2 separate regions of the Sus scrofa genome follow, and region 2 is linked to region 1. The links are chromatin contacts, called in public Hi-C maps. All regions are on one chromosome and are shown on one strand. The core of a region is the stretch at or near the end of the contact, and the rest is flanking DNA. Distances in the headings are between cores, read along the strand shown. Region 1 holds the start of DMRT2 (doublesex- and mab-3-related transcription factor 2). Region 2 overlaps DOCK8 (dedicator of cytokinesis protein 8).

Region 1 (5,784 bases), core at 2,094-4,593:
TTAATTGCCTCATTCCTGTTTCCCCATCTGTAAAATGGGGATATAAAGCCACAGGGCTATTATGAAGATAGGTGAAAAATGCACTTAAAGCACTAAATACATTTACATTTACGCAAACTCTCAATAATAATGTTGAAAAAGAATTTATTTATTTACTTTTTTGCTTTTTAGGGCCACACCCATGGTATGTGGAGGTTCCCAGGCTAGGGGTCTAATCAGAGCTACAGCTGCCGTCTTACACCACAGCCACAGCAATGCCAGATCCTTAACCAACTGAGTGGGGCCAGGGATCGAACCCGCAACCTCATGGTTCCTAGTCAGATTGGTTCTGCTACGCCACGATGGGAACTCCTGAAAAAGAATTTAAAAACAAAACGTGGAACAGTGTTTTTTTCACTTTGCGAAAGAATTCCAATAGTGTTTGTAGACAAAGATTTCATTTTCACCAATCCAGGGGGGCAGACAACTCCAGGGATCTTTCTGTCATGAAAACAAGAGTGACCTGGACACCCCATGGACATTGCTAGATTGTTCCAGATGTGAAAGGTTCCTGGCCAGATGAAAAGCAGCTTCTAGCAGCCCTGATTTTCCACTCCTATTGTTTTTCATTCCACCTGTCTAGAGATTGTCCGGAAAGTAAGGCTGAAGCAAAATCCACATCTCACCTTTACTGACACCTTATATTCCTTGAGCTGGCAGCGCCATCTTGTGGTGAAATTATGCTAACACCGTTTGGCACCGATCCCATGTTTTGCTTCCGCTCTCAGCTTTACCATGAGCTGTTTTTGTGACATCATCTTATCTTTCACACTTAATAGATAAAGTACAGTCATGTGCCTAGGCTCCATCAGCGCCGATGGCAACATTGCTCACTGTTTGTATGGCCCTCTTTATATTTGGGAAGAGTGATGACAAATGCCAGGTACCCAGGTAAAAACAATTTAAGTCTTTTTTGGGGTAGGATTTGAGGGATGCTTCTATCTCTTATGTACCCTTCTTGTAATCCTGAGTATTTGAGAATTCATAGTCTCTGTAATTAGAACTCACTGCCACATAAGTCTGGAGCACTTTCAAAAAGGCACAGTCTATATATATGACTGTATTTTGCTAAGGCAGGGTGTTTGTGCACTGAGATGAGGCCATTGTGTGTCTGAGAACATGAGGGACCAAGAGTGTCCAGGTAAGATTATTAATCAAGCTAATTCTAGAACCTTGGTACAAGGTATGGTCCAAGGACCAGTAGCAGCAGCAATGGCAGCTCTTTAGTAATGCAGACTCTTTTTTTTTGTTGTTTTTTGGGGCTGCACCTGCAGCATATGGAAGTTCCCAGGTTAGGGGTCAAAGCAGAGCTGCAGCTGCCAGCCTACACCACAGCCACAGCAACGCAGGATTCAAGCTGCATCTGTGACCTACACCACAGCTCATAGCAATACCAGATCCCTGACCCACTGAGCGAGGCCAGGAATCAAACCTGCATCCTCACAGATACTAGCCGGATTCATTTCTCCTGCACCACAACGGGAACTCCAGTAATGCAGACTCTTGAGTAACACCCCAGACCTTCTGATCTGAATTTTAATTAGAACCTCAGTGATTAGCATGCACCTTAAAATTTGAAAAGTCCTGAGCTGTAGCAGTGGTTCTCAACTTGTGTTACACATTTGAGTAACTCGGGGGCTTTTAAAGATCCTGATACCCAGGTCTCACCTCAGACCGATTTCATTAGACCCTCTGGGGGGTGAGACACAAATTTAGAAACCGATTGACCATTTAGAACAGGTCCATACCATCACCAAGAGCTGGACTTCCCCATAAAGATAGTTCAGGAAAGCTTGACATAGACCCTTTCTTCCTTACAAAAAGTGACAAAACCCAGCAAAAGTGCTCCAGTAGCAAATATGCTAAGGAAGAGGTAAGTATTCTTCCTAAAGAGTTAAAAGCTTTAAAATGGGGTGGACGAGAAAATAAACACAAGATTCAGGTGTAGAACAGAGAAGACCTACCCACCCAAACTTTCACCAGATGGGATGGTGTTTCAGGGAAAGGAGGCTTTTTCAGAATCCCAAGAATTCTCACTATGATCTACCAAAATAGAGACAAAAAACCTGGAGAGTAAAATAGGCAGGCTGAAGGAAAAGTTAAGAGGATTGTGAGTTCTTGAGACCTCAGCAGAAGCAAGAAAACCAACAGCTTTAGTTGTTTCCCGGGGACCTGTCAGAACCTGATGAAAGTCCTCTGAAGGAATGAGATTCATCTCCTGGTCCAGGATGCGTGTAAAACCTTATGTTGACGAGGGAGCTTAGGACCTTCAGTAAAAATCTGCACAGTCCCAGCAGAGCTCTCCGTGCCTTTAGGCTGGAAAAATTGGGTAATACATAGTATGCAGCTTTCCAGAAGCTGTTTGGACTTCAGAAGACCAGGTCTCAGGTAGTCAGGAAAAATTCAGATCAAATCGATCCCAGGTATTATAAACATAATTGCCTGCAGGGGCCAGGCAGGTGCTGTAAATAAGTGATGCTGGTTACAAGTGAGGCAATAAAGGGTGTGGTCCATGGTAACTAAAGAGCAAAAGCTTTATCTGAAGCAGTGGTTCTTAAAGTGTGATTCCCCAGCAGTCTCGGCATCACCTGGGAACTTGTTAGAGATGCAAATTTCTTAAATATACTCTGTAGGTGGAGCCTAGGCAAAACTATTTTAACAAGCTCCCCCAGATGGTTCTGATGTTCATCAAAGTTTAAGAGCTGCCAATATGGAAAGTCTCTAGCTGATGGTTGCTATCTGACAATAAGTAAGTCCGGTACTGTCCTGTCTTACGATTTTTTTTTTTTTTCCAACAGAAGCTATAGTTCTGGAATGTTATGTGGAAGCTCCCAATTTTCAAATGTTGGTAACAAGTTTGTATTTTGTAGAAAACATCGAGTGGACCAAACAAGATACACGATTGTTTCACAGGGTGCAAGTCTGATTGATGGATAATATCTGGATGAAATTGCCCATGTTAAGCATGACAAAGATGAAAAGAAATGACATGGCAAATGTATAAAATACTACAGGAAAGAAAAGGAATGAATGAAAGGGAAGGAATCTTTATGTAAGGATAGATGAACAACTCAATGTAGAAGGAAAAAATACCCCCTAAAAAAGAAAACTCAAAAATTAGATGACAAAATGGTAACAAAATGGAGCCATTACACTTTGAAGAGATTTGAGATACATCCTCACTTTTAAACCCAGCAAACGGACAAACACTGCAATTCAGTGCACATGCTTTAGCCAGCCCACCGCTGAGTGCCATGCCTTCCTTCTGAAAGTCAGCCAAGCAGAGAGGGGCCCGCCTCCCGCTGCCAGCCAATCAACAACAGTCTCATCCAGTGACGTCATCCACGTACGCCCCTAAGCCCGCCTTTCCCAACTCTTAGATTAGATGGTCTTGTCTAATGGACAAACTGTAATAAGGCACTTCCTTCAGGTTTGTCTTTTTTATTTCAGATATTGAATGGGGGTCTCATGCTTTGTCGAATTCAAGGAACGAAAAAGTTGAAGTAAAATGAGATGGGTGGTAAGAAATGAATGTGTCAACTGAAAAAAAATGCTTAATGTGGGAATTGTGAGTTTAGTTTCATTTGGGTCAAAGGAGGACTCTAAACCAGGGAGGCAGCATTTCGGAGAGCTCTGAGAAACCACATATATATGTGATTTTGCTGACGGAAGAGATACATGCAGTCGAGCACAGGGTTTGTAGAGGCTTCCTAGTCAGCATGTCACCATGAAGGAATTTAGTGCTTTTCTGGATATGAGGAGATGCTAGAATTGGGCTCACAAAATCGTCTGAAAATATCTATCTGAAGACCTGTTCTGCCAGTTTTCCCAGAGCACAGAGTGCCCCACTTCTGATCTCAATCCTGAGCTCCTTTCAAGGGGTGTTGAAGGTCAGCAGCTGCAGTGGCTCATGATTTAATCCACTTAGAGGTAGATGGCAAGTGCCCGTCTCCAGTTGGCAAATGATAATAACCAGAACAAAGAATAGAACAATGATTGTGGTTATTGAATAGGATGTAAATGTTGTAGGTTGACAAAGTAAAATAAGACTAACAACAACAAAAACAGAAGGTTGGGGGAGCAAGGTGGAAGGAAAGATGTTTAATCTCTGCTTTTTTTTTTAACCTGGCATCATTTAGCAATATCTAAAATTCAACCAAAGTGTTAAAAAATTTAAAAAAGAATGGCTCAGCGGTTAATGAACCTGACTAGGATCCATGAAGATGTGGGTTTGATCCCTTGTCTTGCTCGGTGGGTTAAGGATCTGGCATTGCCGTGAGCTGAGGTATAGGTGGCAGATGCAGCTCAGATCCAGTGTTGCTGTGGCTGTGGTGTAGGCCAGCAGTTGTAACTCCAATTTGAACCCTAGCCTGGGAACCTCCATATGCCACGAGTGTGGCCGTAAAAAGAGCAAAAAAAAAAAAAAAAAAAAAAAAAAAGAAAGAAAAAAGAAAAAAGACTCTACAATGTTAGTCTTCCCCCATTATCTTTACAAATTATTTTTATTGTAATATAATTTAAATATGTGTGCTAATATGACTAGATATTATCTTCATATACTTGTAGTGTTTATACAAAGTAAATTCAAACAAAACCAGTAAAATCCAGATTAGCAACAATTTAAAAGTATATGTTGAATATGACATCCCTACAGAAAAGAGCACACAGATCATTGTATGGCAAAATGAAATTTTCACAGGATGAACACACTCATTGTCAGCACCAGGATCCAGTCTTAAAACATTGGCAAGACCTCAGAGCCACCTCTTGTTCATCCTTTCAATCATCAGCTTCTCCAACAAAGGTAACCCAAATGTGATTTCTAATTCCAGCTTCGTTTTGCCTTTTTAAACTTTATGAAAATGGAAGCATACAGTGTGCTCTTTTTTTGTGACTGGCTTTTTTCACTCAATGTTCCATCTGTTATGTTAACCCACATTGTTGCATGTGGTTGTATTTTATTTTCATTTTACGTGGTTTTCTATGGTATGAATATACCATAGTTTATCCATTCTATGGATAAATGGGCATTTGAGCTATTTCTGGCTTTTGGCTACTGGGAACAGTGCTTCTGTGAACATTCCTACACATGTCTTTTGGTGAACATCTGTTCATTTTTTTTTACATATATTCCTAGAAGTGGAGTTGCTTGGACAGAGTATACATATGTTCCATTCAAGTAGATGCTGCTGAACAGTTATCCAAAAGAGTTGTAGCAATTTATGCTCCCACCAGCAGTGCATGAAAGTTGCAGATGTTCTATATTCCTGCCAACAGCTGGTACTGTCAGTCTTTTTAATTTTAGTCATTCTGGTGGGTGTTCAGTGATTATCTCACCGTAGTTTTATGTGCATTTCTCTGACAGCTAATGACACGGAGCACTTTTTCACATTTCTGTTAACCGTTTGGATATTCTCTTTCATATAGTATCGATTCATATTTTTTCATTATAATTGGATTGTCTGTCTCTTTTTAATGATTTGTAGAAGGTTTTATATGTTGTGAATTCAGGTCTATTATTGGATGTTTTAATAACAAAAGTTCTTAATTTTAGTGAAGTCTAAGGTGATGAAGTCCTTTTGTCTAGGAGCTTTATTGCTTTATACTTCGTATTTAGATTTGCAGTTCATCTGGAATTGATTTTTGTGTATGGGAAGAGGTAGGGGTCAAGATTTATTTATTTTTTTCATATAGGTTTCCAGTTAATCCAGCACCACTTAGTGAAAAGACCATCTTCCCTTCACT
Region 2 (5,784 bases), core at 2,244-4,743, 560 kb before region 1:
TGGGTTAAGGATCCGGCGTTGCCGTGAGCTGTAGTGTAGGTTGCAGATGCGGCTCGGATCCCGTGTTGCTATGGCCCTGGTGTAGGCCAGCAGCTGTAGCTCCAATTGGACCCCTAGCCTGGGAACCTCCATACACCACAGGTGCAGCCCTAGAAAAGAGAGAAAGACACCCCCCCCAAAAAAAAGGTATCCTTAAACTTGAATTTTAGGTATTTTATAAAGCCAAATATTATTGAAATGTTCGTTTTGTTTGGAGGAAACTTTCATTGAAAATGTGATGTTTTATGTAAGAAGTAAGTGTTCTTGTGGTAGGTAGTTTTTAGCATTTGTCCTATCTTTTATTTGACCTGTCACGTGCTCTTTAAGAAACATTAATTCAGTTAATAGAATCAAAACTAGAACCAAAAAAATTGTTTATATATTTTTTTAATTCTCAAGTTTTTATACTTTGTAGGTGATAGGATTGACTTCATGAAGGCTGCTTTGATATTAAGAATGTTTTCCTAGGGAGTTCCTGTTGCGGCCCAGCAGTTATGAACCGAACTAGTATCCATGAGGATGCAGGTTCAATCCCTGGCCTCACTCACTGGGTTAAGGATCCGGTGTTGCCATGAGCTATGGTGTAGGTCGCAGATGCGGTTTGGATCCCACAGCATTGCTGTGGCTGCAGTGTAGGCTGGCAGCTGCAGCTCAAGTCAGCCTCTTAGCCTGGGAACTTCCATATGCTGCAGATGGGGCCCTGAAAAGCAAAAAAAGCAAAAAAAAAAAAAAAAAAAAAAAAAAAAAGAATATTTTCCTATAGGTAATCATGATATTATATTCCTTAAACCAGGAATAATAACCCTGAGATACAGTAAGAGGCAGAAATGTTAGAAGGCAAAGCATTTTTTTAAAGGAATCTCATGCTTAAATATCAGCGAATAGGTAATATATACTGTTTTAAAATGTATATGCTTGTGATAGTTACCACTTGCTGCATAATAGAAACTCTACAGCGCAACATAACAAACAGTCCTCTCACAGTTTATGTGGGTCATCCAGGTGTGACTTAGCTGAGTGCTTCTGACTTAAGTCTCTCAAAAGGCCACAGTCAGGATGGTACCCAAGGCTGTGATCACCCCAAGGGTCAGCTAGGGGAGGATTCACTTCCATGCTCACTCGTGAAGTTGTCGACAGTATTCAGTTCCTCTTGGATTGTTAAGCTGAGGGCCTTCATTCGTCCCTAGCATTGGCAAGAGGTCTCCTTGAATTCCTTGCTATGTTGGATTCTCGATAGGGCAACTCACAAGAAGGCAGTTGGCATCTTTAGAATAAATGGGGTTGGGGGTAGAAAGAGAAGAGAGAGAAGCCAGAGTCTTTTTGTAGCCTAATCTCAAAACTGACCTCCTTGCACTTCTGCTGTATCCTGTTGGTTAGCCCCAAGCCACTGGGTCCAGTCCATAACCGAGAGGAGGGAGCCACACAGGGTGAGAGTACCAGGAGGCAGGCATCAATGGGAGCTGTCTTCGAACTGTTACCACTGTTCTTAATCAAGCTACAGAAAGTTGGGATGCTCCTGTTGTGTGACTCTGAAGGAGTGTGGGGAGGGAGGGAGGGAGGAAGCGATTGAGGGAGAAGGGAGGATTACTTCTGCCCATGCTGAGGACCAGGCTCTCCATAGAGAGTATTCCCATCATCCTGCTGTATTTCTCAGGCATCTGCAGTACATCTTTCCCTAGTAGAGAATTAATCTTTTCTTGACACATCTTCTAGGGTGAGAAGAGTCCCCACCACCAGCCCTCACTAACCCACACGCCAAAGAAACAAGCCTACTATACGAGGGAGCATTTTTTTCACCTAGGTTAAAGCAGGTTTCCCAAGTTTCCTTAGATTCACAGTAGCAGGGGGAAAATCCTAAGCTGTATCTATTAAGGCATGAGGTCCTTTATTCTGTTTCTGAGCATGTACCCTTCTACCCCACCATAGATTCACCTCCCTAAGCATCTGTTAACTTATATACATAGCTAAAATCTCTATAAACCCTCTGAGTGAAATGGAAAAAAGTAGCTGTGGAAGGGTGAGTTTTGCAGGATGCCTGAAACATCTCTTACTAAAGAAGTTCCAATATTTGCTCATGTAGAATAAAATACATTCTTATTAAATATTTTCTAGTCATCAAAAAAAAAAAAAACAAAACAAAAACAAAAAACACTGAAATAGGGTTCTAGTAACCCCCCTAGGAGCTGGGTCTATTTAACAGATTTCTGAGTCCTCCCTAAGTGAGAATCAAAAAAATTATCCAGACGACTTAGACCTTAAAACCGCATCATGGGTTCTGTGGTGGTAGTTGGGAGCTGGAAGAACTGTAGGTATTGAATGAATCCTTTGAGTATACTGTCGGTGTCAAGTTGAAGAAAGATAAAAAAAAAAAAACAAAAACAAAAAACCGAAAACAGCAACAACCGTGGACAGACCATAAATCTAACCTCTTTTAAGAAGGAAATAAACTGGGTAAACCAATTCATACTCAGGTGGACGTGACTGATATATAAAGCACTTATACATTCACTTTGCTAAGCAGAATTTCAAAAGAATATTTGATAACATGAATACAATAACCAGTAAAATTTCAACTAGTTCAACAAAGTATCATTTACAAAAATTTCAAGCCAGGTTGGAGAGAGACTTATTTTTTCCTAAAGTAGTCAGTTTTTCCCAGCATGTTTCAAGTGCTTATATGTGACTCTTTTCAATGGGAATCTGATCTGGATAAGACCTAAGATCACAAACATGCCAGCTTTCCCTTTGGGTCTTTTGCTGTTGAAACCTAGCTGGATTTTTTCTAAACAAATGAGTGGGTTTTAAGAAGAGTTCAGGTGCTTTCACCTGTTTCTGAAGGGTAACATTTGCTTTAGCCCAACCTGAGGTCCTGCTTTATTTCACAGCAATGCTGGCTTTCCCTGCTCTCACTTAAGAGGAACTTTTTATCTATCTCATAAAAATAAGGAGTGGGGATTGATGTAATAGGGAAGGTTCTCTACAAATATAGGAGCTGTGAGCATTTCATTAGTTCATGTTCAAAGACAAATTCTTAGTAGTTATGATAGTTGTTCTCTAAAAAGACACCCATATTTGATGTTCAAATTGTAGTTCCTCAGTTGAGAAAGCATGGTTTATATCCCCGCCAAAGTCCTTAAAAATGGTGTAATAATAAGTATCAAAGTTTGCTATTGGTTTTTTTTTTTCTCTCATTAGTTTTTGTTTTGGAGTGCATTGTTTGTTTGTTTGTTTGTTTGTTTTGCGTAACAAGACAGGAGAGAGAAAATACTGGGTCATTTATTGCAGTGTTTCCAAACAATTTGGTGACATTTTTGTCCCTGGCTTCTTAACTGCATTTGCTTTCTGTGAGGGTGGGGGGTAGAGGTCCCTGATATCCAGAATACAGTACTGGCATTCCTACAGCACACTGCAGCCTGGCCCACAGAGCACTGAGGTTACTGAGGGGCAAGCTGCTGCTGGTAACAGCATCCCCAGTGCCTCCTTCCAATCTTGTGCCACATCCCAGAGCAGGCAGCCTTGTGCAGACTCTGACTGGTGCCCTGGAACAAGTTTCACATTCCATTTTTCTTGCTTTGATTTCTAAAGATGGAACATTCTTTTCACCCTACACATGAAGGGTTTTCTTTCCATTTCTATGTTTCACTGATTCCTTTTTGAGTTTGTGCTTTGATCTAACCTAAAATATTAGAAATAAGAATAAACATAAATGATGGCATGAGGCCATGGAATGACGAGACAGGACATAGCAAATGTTTTATTTTTGTGCATTTATTTATAAACATTCCCATTCTAAAAAGCATCTGAGGCAGCTTACAGAGATTATATAACAAGGTATAAAATTTCTAAGTGAAAGGAAAATAAGAAAATCAGTATAAATCTGGGTGAGGTTAATATGCAGAATATAATTGTCGAGGTCCTTGACAATTCCTTTAAAAAGTCAGCTGCATATTTGACTTTGAGCTAACTAGAAGCCAAAAAAAAAAAAAAAAAAAAAAAGATTACAGTGAACTACAGGACTCATATATCTGCCAAATTAAAAAGAGGCTAGTTCTGGAATTCCTGTTGTGGCACAGTAGAAATTAATCCAACTAGGAACCATGAGGTTGCTGGTTCGATCCCTGGCCTCACTCAGTGGGTTAAGGATCCTGCGTTGCCATGAGTTGTGGTGTAGGTCACAGATGTGGCTCGGATCCTGTGTTGCTATGGCTGTGGCATAGGCCAGCAGCAACAGCTCTGATTCAATCCCTAGCCTGGGAGCCTCCATATGCTGCAGGTGTAGCCCTTAAAAAAAAAAAAAAAAAAAAAAAAAGGAGGCCAGTTCTCTTGGATGAGTGATTGTCAAACTTATATGTACATTTGAATCACCTGGGGCATTGTTAAAATGGGGTCCTAGTTCAGCAGGTCTGAGACGCATCCTAACTTGCCACAAGGTGATGCTGATGCTGATTCTGATACTGCTCCTCTAGGAATATCTTTTGAGTAGCAGAGTCTTAGGTCATCCGTAAGCATTTACAAAGCATGCCCCCACTTAAAATATATAGCCAAATTAGGTTTGAAGATTTCCTAGGCATTTCCAGAATGTACCAAATGTTAAACTCTTAAGTTTCTAACTTCATTTGCACTTGATTATTTAAAACAAACCAAAAACAAAACAAAAAAACCCACCTCTAACAGAGGGACAGTACTCGCTCTCATTTTTAAACCTTTTAAAAAATGCTTGGAGTTCACTGGTGGCCTAGTGGTTAAGGAATCGATGCTGTCACTACTGTGGCTTGGGTAGCGCTGTGGCTTAGGTTTGATCCCTGTCCTGGGAACTTCCTCCTGCTGCAGGCACATCCAAAAAAAAAAAAAAACTTACAGTTTGGGGAAACATACTTTAGCCCTTCTAAATAATTTAATAAAAGACCACATCATGATGAAGTTCTAGTGAGTCTGACTGTTAACCAAAGAGCCTGTTTACTGTTGTTCTTAAAAACTGTAGTGATTATGGGCACTGGGTCTAGTATGATGTTTAGAGCACCTGAATTTGAATTGCACTGTGCCATTGCTAGTTGTGTTACCTTGTGAAAGTTATGCCTCCTCTCTGAGCCTCAGTTTTATCATCTGCTTAATGAGGCTAATAGTAGCCCTGTCATTGGGACTATCAGCTCCTATTAGAGTGGTGCCTGTACATAGTAAGATTTAAAATTGCTAGGTACTTTTATTATTACATTTAAAATACATTTTGCTGGCAGTGAAATGTGAATGATAAAACCACCTTTACAGCTGCTCATTTTGCCTAAGTCCCTCAATAATATATCTAGATTTGTAGTTTTCTTTGGAGTGCTTGAATAAAAGATGTCAGTTAACTGTAGGATATTACTGATATTAATAGGCAGTTGAATTTTGTTCTGCTTAAATCAAAGTCTGTAGCTATCACATTAGTAAAAGGAATAAGAGCCACTGTGCTTTTTCTGTAGTTTTCAAATGAGGGAATCCTGTTCATACCATTGGTTTTGCTACCTTTCTGCTTTGGCCAATAGTTCATCAGTAATTTGGCTCTGTCTTTGTAAAAAGGACTAGAGAGGGAGCCCTTTGTGTTTGAAAACATAAGGAAAGAAAAAGAAATTACATTGCCAAAATAGGTTGAAAATGTTTACTTAAAAACTCACAGAGCTTCTTATATAGAAAGCTATTTCAATACTGTTGTATCAAGAGAGATACAGTTTTTTCTCCCCCCCCCCCCTTTTTTTGGCTTTTTAGGAC

Evidence for each region. Hi-C and Micro-C count contacts between places; a contact is called where the count stands out from the background.
Region 2: a Hi-C map of fetal skeletal muscle shows a contact between it and region 1, with 2.3 times the contacts expected there. The contact joins the enhancer-like site here to the promoter of DMRT2 in region 1. A contact is called at or near these places in 7 of 47 Hi-C or Micro-C datasets (brain, embryonic fibroblasts, epiblast stem cells and 4 more).

What each region holds. Positions count from the first base shown.
Region 1 is chr1:220,797,338-220,803,121 of Sscrofa11.1, reverse strand. DMRT2 (doublesex- and mab-3-related transcription factor 2) reads left to right here and starts at 3,343. Exons shown (of 7, transcript XM_013993599.2): 1 at 3,343-3,469; 2 at 4,739-4,843.
Region 2 is chr1:221,356,835-221,362,618 of Sscrofa11.1, reverse strand. The region is part of intron 14 of DOCK8 (dedicator of cytokinesis protein 8); the gene reads left to right. Among named protein-coding and RNA genes, the nearest start is that of C1H9orf66, 130 kb to the left of the region's middle. Within about 2 kb of position 3,493, at least 1 of the 83 cell types and tissues checked has an H3K27ac peak or open chromatin away from gene starts, as enhancers often do. A contact at or near this core is called in fetal skeletal muscle, where this site is marked.